Regions from separate parts of the Zea mays genome. Here all the other regions are linked to region 3. Evidence: chromatin contacts called from public Hi-C data. All regions are on one chromosome and are shown on one strand. Each heading gives the region's core, a stretch centred on a gene start, on an enhancer-like site or on the middle of the called end of the contact. The rest is flanking DNA. Distances are from core to core; before and after follow the strand shown. Region 1 holds the start of LOC100192627. Region 2 has its middle 17 kb from the start of LOC100275748. Region 3 holds the start of LOC100274309 (Double-stranded RNA-binding protein 2).

Region 1 (3,533 bases), core at 785-3,284, 180 kb after region 3:
GAAAAGGTTTAGTATCATGTATCAACAGTACGTTCTTATTAAACACTATTGAAGTGAGAGAGTTTCACAGCAAGCTCTGGTTTACAGTTTACTTACCCTGATGGGTTACTCGCATCCCTTAGGTTTGCAGGAGTGGTCGCATTTGACTCACAGCTCGCATCAGTTGCCAGTGACGGCTGTAAGCAGTAAAGAGATGGTATCAGAAGAGAAAACAAAAGGCAGCAAGAAGCATGCAGGTATTCCAAAGAAATGCCACGATATGGCTTCTGGTTAACAAAACCAGGGCTTACATTCTGCAGCTGCTGCTTCATGTACGCATTCTCGTGAACCAGCTGGGAAACCTGCTTCTGCAATCGCTCATTCTCCTCCATGAGAAGCTTGTTCATTGCAGTCAACTTTCTGTTCACGGACTGGAGCCTCGAAGACTCATTGCGTTGCTTGTCACGGCACCTAACACCATGAAAGAATGGGCACAGAATTCAGCTAGAGCGGACAAATCAGAATCAGCATGGCTATAGTAAAGGGCTGGCGAAAATCAAGAAGACGAACTACGTTTTGGCCATTTGCTCAGAATAGCATGGAACAGACTTTCAGGTTTGCACGACATCATTACGATGTTTCTACGGCTATTCGTTCTACCAATCACATCATTACGATGTAGAAACAAAAGGATTCATCGAGATTCACTTCCTCGAGGATAAGCTCCAACAGATTTGCTGACTAATTTGTCAGCGCTCACCTCCGGTTCTGGAACCAGACTTTAATCTGCTTGGCCTCGATGTTTGAGAGGATGGGGCACTCGCGTAGCAGCTGCTGCCTGCGCGCGGAGCTGGGCTTGGGGCACTCGGCGTACACCCGCTCCAGCGCCTCCACCTGCTCCGGCGTGTACCGCACGTACTTGCCCGTGTCCATCCCGCTCTTCTCGTACCCGCCGCCGCCATCGCTGCTCCCGCTCCGCATCGCTACGGCTGCTGCCATCGTTGCACGGCCACCGACCAGCACCGAAAGCAAAACTCCACCACGCACCCGTCCTCTCCGCCTCCGACCACCACTTCCCCTTTGTCAAACACTCAAACGGACCCTTCTCACGCCGTCGCTACCTGCAATTCCACCTTCTCACACACCGATCAAAACCTGCGAGATTCCAACGAAATCGGTGTTAGCAAAGATTTAATAACCTGAAAAAACGAAGTGCCGTCTCTATCCATCAGGCAAAGAAACGTAGAAAAGCACGCAAAGGAGTCAGCTTTTGGCTTGAAACCGAGGAGAGAAAAGGGGCGGCCACTGCAGAAGCAGAACACGCAAATGCGGCCGATTAGCCGCGTCGGGGACAGGGGATCGGGAAAACGACGCTGGAACCGCACGATTCCGCAACGCAAGACGAGATTGCAGGCCACAAAATCCAACGCGCAAGATGAGCGGCAGTTCAAATCCGCAATTTTTATCCCACACACACACTTCCCACGCAAAAGCAGATAAAAGCTCAACCAGAAGATCGCTTGACAGAGTCGAAAGAAATCCCAAAAAAATCGCAAGAACACGCAATGGCTCGCCGCAGAGGTACGCGAAACGGGGGCTCTGAGGAATGACGCGTTCACCTGTTCAGCTTTCCGCGCGCGCGCACCAGCAGCCAAGAGACGCACGGGCACCGTCGCCAGCTGCTGACCGGCATCACAGCGTACCACCGCGTCCGCGCAAACCGCCCCCCGCGACGGTGCACGGAGCCTCGGCCATCGACTGCAAAACACGCGCGCACCCGCCCAGCGACGCCTCCCAGAACCAGCAGTGCTGGCTAGCCCGCCCGGTTGCCGGATAATGTCGAAACAGAAGGAGACGACAGACGAGGAACCCAGCGGGTTCAGGAGGAGCCGACTAGGAGGAGGGGAGGCAGGAGGCAGGAGCCGAGTCGCCGAGAGCGGCAAAAGGCGACAGCTTTAAAGACGAGCGAGCGAGAAGCAGCAAGAGGAGACAGAAGAGTGGCAGCAAGCACTGCAGCGAGCTGCTCCTAGCTAGCAGCCTAGCACGTCTACTGTGAGGGCGCACGAGAAGAACTGCAGAAGAGGTGGAAAAAGCTGAAGAGGGAGGAGAGCGGAAGGCCACGTCCACGAGAACAGCTGGACTCGGTGCACGTAGCCCCTGAAGCTGGCGGTGGGGTCCGCGGACAGAAGTAGCGGCCGCATCGCGGACCACTGTTCCACGGAAAAGACGTCATTATTTTGTCCGTGACATTGCAATGTCGCGTGACCCTGACCTCTGTTTGAGTTATGACAACGAAATTGCAGTGAGGCAGTGACCAAACAAACGGTTTATTATTTATGTGAAAACCAGCAGGAGAAAAATCCTACATTGCGAATGTAGGTATTATAGATGTGATTCATAATTTAGACCGACCCAACGGCGTTATGCATCACGCGATGCACACAGGTAATAAGGATGCGTTTGTTCGAGATCAAACTAAAATGAGGCGGGGTGACATTGTCCCCTTTATTTTTTAATCACGCCGCCATCAAAAATTGTTCCCGTGTTTACCTTGCTCTTGCGTAACTCGCATCCAAACACTAGAAAATATGGTCGTCCTCTTTTATCCCTTCTTGTACGTCCAACCAAACACACCCTAAGCAGGGCCGGACCTGGGGGTGGTCGAGCCGGGCGGCCGCCCAGGGCCCCCAAAATGTTGGGCCCCCCACTAAGTATATATTTAAGTACAGTGTTTGGTGATTAAATCAGACTAAACAAACAACATTCGCTTTGTTAGTTGATCGATCAAAATATCTAAGCCAAGCTATGATCACGTTCACGTCTCTACTATATTTAAACACCATTTTTCTAGTTCCATGATTTCCACTGTCATTGTGCATTCTATATTTAAATGAAAAATGCTAACATTATGTACAATAAGGATTCAAACCATAATTGTTGGCTTTAAACCAACATTTACACTCACTTAGCCAATAGAACACACATGTCTTTATGTTTTATATTATATACTTAATCGTAAATAGAAAACGTAGCAATGTACGAACACTTTACTAGTATACGGTATACGTCATTTCCTATTTCCAAAGTGCCCTAATTCTTGCCAAGTAATTACGGTTATATAAGAGACAAGCTACGATTACGTCCACATATATGGTTATATCATATCATCAAGATTGAAATAGTATATGTCGATATTAATAACATACTCAATGTCTCTGTATTAAAGAGTGTTCGAAGAAACTTTATAAGATAATCCAATGTGCCAAGTAAGTTTTTATTAATTTAGTTAATATAATTTTTGAACCTTTCAACATATATGTTTATAATTATATATATGCATATATAGATATTATATATATATACACATGGGTTAAAAGGACCTACTTATGGGTTAAAAGGGCCTACTTATAAGTTTTCGCCCAGGGCCCCTAAAATCTCAGGAACGACCCTGACCCTAAGTATCGCTCACAACCACTGTTTCGGTAAAAAAACACCTTCCAATATAATAGAGCATGTACAATAACGATGCATTTTTCGTGGTCTGACCGAAATCT
Region 2 (3,586 bases), core at 279-2,778, 140 kb before region 3:
TACCAGTCAAGTCAGTTATAGGGGGCAGGGACGGACCCAACTCAAAATCTGAGTAGGACCAGGGGTGGGCCCAACTTAAAATCTAAATGAGAGAGTAATTACAGGCCTAATAACTAATTGGGGTTTGCAGATACATTAAAATAAGATAAAAAGTCTACTAAAACGAGTGGGGCCTGAGCCTAGGCCCCTACTCGATATAATGGTAAGCAACAGGGCAATCCATATTCCATATTTAGTTTAAGACTATGCCTCTGGTGGGAGAAGCTGAGCTTCATCGGCCCACCAAATCCACCTCTTCCTCAAGAGGACACAATGATCACCTCTTAAAGCAGCAAACAAAATAACTTAATCAAAATATAAGCTGCTCATCATGAATTCACACTGAACGGGAAAATCAAAATACTGGCTCCAGTTAGACCATCCTCTCGATGATAATGTGCTTTGGCTCAATAAATGTAAAGTAGCATATAATTAAGCACCAGACCAATCAGTGAAGTTTGTACGTTTATAAATGGTCCAAATGAACCTGCATAACAATAAATTAGGATATAGAACAAACTGCAAACACTAGGCACATCACCAAACATGTACTACCTGATGCATACCCTCATCCACAGAGAAGGTATTTGAAAAATAAAAAAGGCATAAATGCATATAAAAATGGTTTCAGGGCATAAATGCATATTGAACGATATTTTACAGAATGTAACACCGCAAATTCCTATATTGGAAAATTCTCCAAAAGATTTTAAATTAAAATATCCTCTAATAAGAATTTTCTTACCTTGGAAGTCACTTCTCCCAAAATGAATATCTTTTGTAATAAAAGATCAAATGAAAAGACCACTAAGTGAATTAAGTTATCCCTTTGTTGACCTATACATTTATAAGTGCTCTCTAAAAAGGATCATATCGTGGTAGAGACTACGGCCCTGTTTGGGACAGCTGCTGCTTGTTGAAAAAGCAGCTTATCTGATAAGCTGGTAAAAAGCAGCTTCTGCTTGTTGGCTGCTTTTAGTTTATTTTGAGAAGCAGCTGAACTGATAAGTTGCTGCAGAAGCTGCCTGTTTGGCAGGACTTCAGCTTAAATTTGTGAAGAAGCTGAAAATAAGCTGTGCCAAACAGGGCCTACACAATGAAAATTATTTTTCTGAATAAACTATTTTCAGGTGTATGAGTTGTCTATTTAAGGGCATTTGCATGCATAAAAACATAAATAAATAATTAATATAAAAGTTACATCACATGCTGGAGTTCTATATGTGCATTTAGTTTGAACCAAATTGAATTAGTTGAATCTAAAAAAACTGAAAATAGGAAAAAAGGAAAATGGAATTGATAAAAGAAAAGTAAAAGAAAACAAACCCATGGGTCATCTTTCCTTGTCCCTCTCAGCCTTGTTGGGCTCTACCCCTCCGCGCCGGTCCACTTACCCACAGCCGCGCTGGAGCGCATGGTTCCACTGATGCGTGGCCCCTCGAGTCAGCCAGCCCTCCTCCAAACCACGTGTGCTTGCCGTCACGGCCGCGGGCGCATGGTCCCCACTGTTAGAGCCTCCCACACTCGCGCGCGCACCAGAGTCCTTCGACACCGTGGCTCTGTTTCGCTGCAATGCGGGACCCACCCATCAGCTAAGGTATCTTCCCCGTGACAAACACCACCACCGAGGGAAGAGAGAAGGGGTAGCTGCCCTCCGCCAGCACCAACGCTCTAGTCCGGTGTAGTGGTCGGGGAGGTTTGTTGGTGGGTGCTGATGGTTCCTGCGACACGTTCACACGAGATAACCAGTTGGAGTATGCGCGATTTCTCACCATACTTCCAGGAGATCGCCGTGCTGCCCATCCACGTCGCCAGGTCTCATTGCTGCTAGATTCGAGGTGAGAGTTTCCCCATGCTGTTAGCCGTCGTCCCTTCTTCGTGTATTGTCCTTCGAACTGAAGTATTGCACACTGAAACGCTAGGGCGTTGTGCGCTGGCAGGGCCTCCGTCGGGGGGGGGGGGGGGGGGGGGGGTCGCCACCATGGTTGGCAGCGGGTGAGGATAGTGGAGCTGTGTACCGTTCGATCGATCGTCGATGGCTGAGATTAGATCTCTTAATACCACTTCACACGTATCATCCGAAGCGTTGGATCATGTCCGGATGCTCCAGATTAGAAGTTGGAGTGGAGCCCCCTAGCGTCGTATATTTTAGATCGGATGGTGGAGGATGTGTACCGGTTCATAAAGGGGATTTGATCTAATCTATGCCGCCAATTTTTTATCCGACGATGCAGATCAGAAGATACCCTTCGACCGACTCTGTTTTACAAATGAGTCCTCGTACTTTCTTAAAACAAACCCGTCGTCCTTGGTATGTATAAAGTAATTACATTAAGGTCCTTGGTACTTACAATATAGCCCTGGAATCTATTTTAAAGTGCAAAATGAATATTAAATGCCGTAAAACTTATTTAACCTATAACTTTTGCATCCTAGCTTCGATTTAATCCGATCAAGTTGAGTTATCTTCGTAATAATCTTGCCTACACTTTAGTAACCTTATAATATCATACAATCTATTTTCAAAATAGATAACTAATTTGTTCAGCCTATGTTGATTAGATTATCTATTCTAATCAGAGTTAATTTGATCCATCTATAATTTGGCTAAAATATGATTTCTAATTAAGTTATAACATAGATTAAAGTTGAATTAGTTATTTAGAATATCTTTCCCACATGATTTGTTATAATAGTTTTATTGCTTAATCACTTAAACCATGAGAAAACCATATATTTTCCACTCTAACTCAGTAGCGACGCGTAGAATATTCTTACACGGTTTGTCTCATGTTTTGGTGTAATGTTATTATATCCATTATTTGTTTATTGTATGTATTTCTACGAGTAGCAACGAGGTCACGAGAAACCCGAAGACCAACTTGGTGAAGTACCTGGAGTTGCACCAAAAAGACAAGTTTAAAAATGCGATGTCTTTAAAACTGTGCGCAGAGAAGTAGTCTAGTTTAAAAATGCAATATCTTTTGTATTTTAAATCTGATTCGCTCCGTTCAATACACGTTAGATTTGTATTAAAATTGTCTACTTGTTAGAAATATTATTCTCTATTGTTACATATTTTATTTAATTATTTAAATGTTTGTTTGATCGATGACTATTAAAATAGCGTCCCAATTAAATCTAATTTAGGGTTTTCAACTTATGCATTTATAACAAACACCAACGTGGTAAATATTAACTGAAATATTCTTTATTAATAATTGTTTAGTATAAACGTGTTATCTATTTAATAGTCCTCGTGTGTCGCATTGATCCACGCGCCGTGCGCATGCTGTCGTGTTGTTTCACATGTCGCGCACTTCGTCTTGCGCTGTTAATCTGCCTCGCTTAGAGTCACTAATATTATTTAGATTACTTTTTTAGCTAAGAGATGTTAGTGTAACAGATTAATTAAAAGTAGGTAATATCTCTAGTTACATTTGATAAATGTCGATTAATGCAAGTATGTCGAATTAAATGTTTTGGTTTATACTTGTATAACGTAAACACGATAACTTCTCAATCGTAGCTTCGATCTCGACGTTTC
Region 3 (3,487 bases), core at 375-2,874:
TAAGAACTCTCATCTGAATTAATCTAATAACGGATCGTCTGGGCTATTCTCGTGGATTGTCCGAGACACAAATCGTGCAGACCACATGACCAGACCGTACGACCATACCCAATTGCCAAATCTCGTGCTCAACACATGTGCTTTATGGTATCTCGAAATGTAAAGTAGCATATCTGTTTGTCTTCAGGATTGTTTTCATCTCCTTCTCTTTTCTAATATTAAACACTTGATCAACCTAATAACCATCATCATCATTTCTACATATTACTTAAAATAAACCACGAAATGTTCGTGGCTCGCTGGCTCGCTCGGTTTATGATCAGGTCGGTTCGGATCGACTCGTTTAAATTTTTTTACGAGCTGAGCTGACATCCTAGCTCAGCTCGTTAACGAGCCAGCTCGCGAGCTAAACGAGCTACCATATTCCAACAAAATAAAACTATATGCATATCATTTACAGAATAATTGATGAACATGTTATATATATGTGAGGTGTCTATGGCCTATGAATTAAACTAATGGTTAATGAACTATGTCTATGTGTTAATTTGGTCTATGCAAATATAATTATGGGTTAAACTGATGAACATGTATGTGAATTGTGAATTAATGAGTGATGAATTGTGCTAATTTGATGTTATATTGACGTGGTTTGTGAAACTATGAGTATAATTAATATTTTCTATTGTTAAATTAGTTTTAAATTAACTAAAAATAATTATTATGTACATTTTATTTTTTTCTGCTCTAGATCGCGAGCTAAACGAGTCAGTTCGAGCTCGTAAACGAGCCGAACCGAACTGACTCTGTGGCTCGTTACTTTAACGAGCCGAGCCGAGCTAGCTCGTTAGCTTAACGAGCCAGCTCGAACTCGTAACGGAGGTGGCTCGCCTAGGTGTAGCGGTGGGCGGCAGCGGACCAGCGGCGCCGTCTCGGCGCACCGGCGGCTGCGCAACCTATGTGAGCAAGTGACGACGCAACCTATCTGCAAGTCTGGATGTGAGGCAGTCAGGCAGATGATGTGTGGCGGCGCTTGGCGTTTTGGCGAGTATGAGCGAGCGGACCGCGTGGAGACTGGGGAGGGCGTGTTGTGGTGGCGTGGCGATGAAAACCAGACAAACGAGGCGTGAGGCGAGACGCAGATTGCAAGGGATCAACGTGACGCCGACCTCGTTCAATGGCGTTGAACAGCAGACTTTGGTCAAACAGGAAAAACAAAGTAAAAAAATCGATCCGGTTTTGGAACCAATCGATCGGGTTTTGGTTTCTGAAAACTAAAGTTTTAGGGAACCCAAAACCGAACCAAAATATTGGGTTAAACAATTGCCCAATTCATCGGTTTCTAACCTAAGAATTTTATGAAAACTATACGATTTTTTTTTAAAAAAATACAGAATCGCACTAGGTGCTAGTACATAAATAAAGAAAAAGAAAATCCGAACACACGAAGGAGCGTGCCTGGTGCTGGGACCCCAGCTGTCATCCGCCTGGCTAGTAACCGTAGGCAGGCAGTAGCATTAAAATCTTCCAAAAAATGGAACAGAAAAAGAAAATATAAACAGCCCCCCTCCCGTTCCACCCGCAACACTTCGCACTCTTCTCCCCCTCTTCTCTTCTCGTAGACGGCAGATCTCCAGGGGTGTCGCCGTCTCCGGCCACGGCGGCCGGCGCTCGGAGCATCGGTGGGGTTCGGTGCGGAGGTGGGCGGCCATGTACAAGAACCAGCTGCAGGAGCTGGCGCAGCGGAGCTGCTTCAACCTGCCGTCTTACACGTGCCTGCGGGAGGGGCCCGACCATGCGCCGCGGTTCAAGGCGGCGGTGAACTTCAACGGGGAGCAGTTCGAGAGCCCCGGCTTCTTCAGCACGCTCCGCCAGGCTGAGCACGCCGCCGCGGAGGTCGCGCTCGCCGCGCTCGCGCGGCGCGGCCCGTCCTACTCGCTCGCCGCCCGCATCCTGGTAAGCCGCGCGCGCGGGCGCCTCTTGCCCCCTATCCTTCCTCCTCCGCGTGCCCCTCGCTTTTGCGCGAGTAGTTTCCCCTGGCGTGGTATTTTTTTTAGTTCTATTTCTCGGGGTGCTTGTTTCAAACGCTTCTCGACGGTGGAATTTGGGGATATGCGGGTGCTTCTCGTCCGGGTTTAGTTGATCGTCTGTAGATCGCTCGAACCATCTGCTCCTGCAGTTCGTCACGGAGTTCTCGTGGGCTATTGATTATGCAGGGCGAGTCGTCCGCGTTTGCTCGGTTTAAAAAAAATGGCGTCTAGTTTGGCTGTTTAGTTCGCACCTCCTGTTCCAGCGCCGCGGCATGTACGTTCGAATCGTACATAATGTTGGCGATTTTGGAGAGATTTAGCAACACATCACCCGTTGCGTTTGAATCGTTCTAGTGGTATAATCTGTTTTCTTGTTTTTTTCTTTTTTTCTAAAAGAACGAGTTGTGAAGTCATAACTTTAAGAATCTGCTTGGATTGGGTTGGAGCTCGTGAGCAGCATGAATTGCAGGGGATAATTGGTACGGAAAGCTGTAACTCTTTTCGTGCAAAAAATTCCCGGTGCCTTTTCTTTTTTTTGTTAGTTTTAAAAGAGAGGATTCTTTTGATTCAAGAAAAAAAGGTTGCAATACTCGAGCCCGCTTATTTTTTCAGCCATCGGGTTAAAAAAAACTCTTCCTCATCTTTTATGACCAAAATACAATCATGTCGTTCTCTTGCCACTGTGATTTCATTTTTTTATTATAAGTGGGCGCGGATTAGTTAATGAACAGAGCTTAGTTCCCACTCTACGCGATGGATGTACTAAACGCAATCAAGCCTCTTAACTTGTTCGTACCCTGCGCCGGCCATTAACCCGCCACTATTCTTTAATCTCTCTCTCGCGCCGTAACGGTGACGTTGCTTCTGATAAACAAACCCGGCATTGACTGACAAATTAGGAGTTTCTTACAGCTTCGGTATTACCGCTAGGGTTCCGTCCGTCCCCGCACCGATATTGGTGGTAGACTGCGAAAGTCTTCGTGCCATTAATTGGTAAACCCCGATTAGCCAAACCTGTCCATTATTAATGGGCGCATTAATTGGTATACTTTAAAGAGTAGTATCCGCGTACACTTGACTTGGAAGCCGAGTTGCAAATGGAGGGTACGCTGTACGCAGTACAGACGGGGTTTTGAATTGAACGGGATTAACCAGCGCGTGGAACTGTCAGTGTGAAACGGTGGGGAAAGGGGGATTTGGTTTCGGTCTTTATAGTGCCTGATATTAATGCGAGTGGGTGGGGGGAATTGAATCGGAGGCCGCCCGCACCTAACCGGGGCATCGCAGGTCAATGCCGGTGGGCCCGAGTGGTTTAGTGGCAGGCAGCCCCCCCTCAGAGCCCACCATGGGGCAAGGGCAGAGAAGGGGTGGTGGTGGTGGCGTTGTTGCGCCTATGCGTGGTGTCTTTTCTCGATACGGTCCGGTCAGATCAGGTCAGCCATGGGGGCTGAGAGTGC

What was found. A called contact is a pair of places that touch in the nucleus more often than the background predicts.
Region 1: a contact with region 3 is called in a Hi-C map of leaf, with 3 times the contacts expected there. The contact joins the promoter of LOC100192627 here to the promoter of LOC100274309 in region 3. A contact is called at or near these places in 7 of 25 Hi-C or Micro-C datasets (bundle sheath, endosperm, leaf and 1 more).
Region 2: a Hi-C map of tassel shows a contact between it and region 3, with 5 times the contacts expected there. The contact joins the enhancer-like site here to the promoter of LOC100274309 in region 3. A contact is called at or near these places in 9 of 25 Hi-C or Micro-C datasets (bundle sheath, ear, endosperm and 3 more) and 2 of 3 datasets of contacts at active chromatin or transcription factors (leaf and seedling).

Annotation. Positions count from the first base shown.
Region 1 is chr1:236,196,635-236,200,167 of Zm-B73-REFERENCE-NAM-5.0, forward strand. It overlaps LOC100192627, which reads right to left and starts at 2,035. Exons shown (of 19, transcript NM_001329573.1): 1 at 1,599-2,035; 2 at 740-1,134; 3 at 291-450; 4 at 97-176. The coding sequence starts at 978.
Region 2 is chr1:235,880,218-235,883,803 of Zm-B73-REFERENCE-NAM-5.0, forward strand. No RefSeq gene overlaps it. Among protein-coding and RNA genes, the nearest start is that of LOC100275748, 17 kb to the left of the region's middle. Within about 2 kb of position 1,529, at least 16 of the 20 cell types and tissues checked have an H3K27ac peak or open chromatin away from gene starts, as enhancers often do. A contact at or near this core is called in bundle sheath, ear, leaf and 3 more, where this site is marked.
Region 3 is chr1:236,019,976-236,023,462 of Zm-B73-REFERENCE-NAM-5.0, forward strand. LOC100274309 (Double-stranded RNA-binding protein 2) reads left to right here and starts at 1,625. Exons shown (of 3, transcript NM_001148672.1): 1 at 1,625-1,956. The coding sequence starts at 1,711.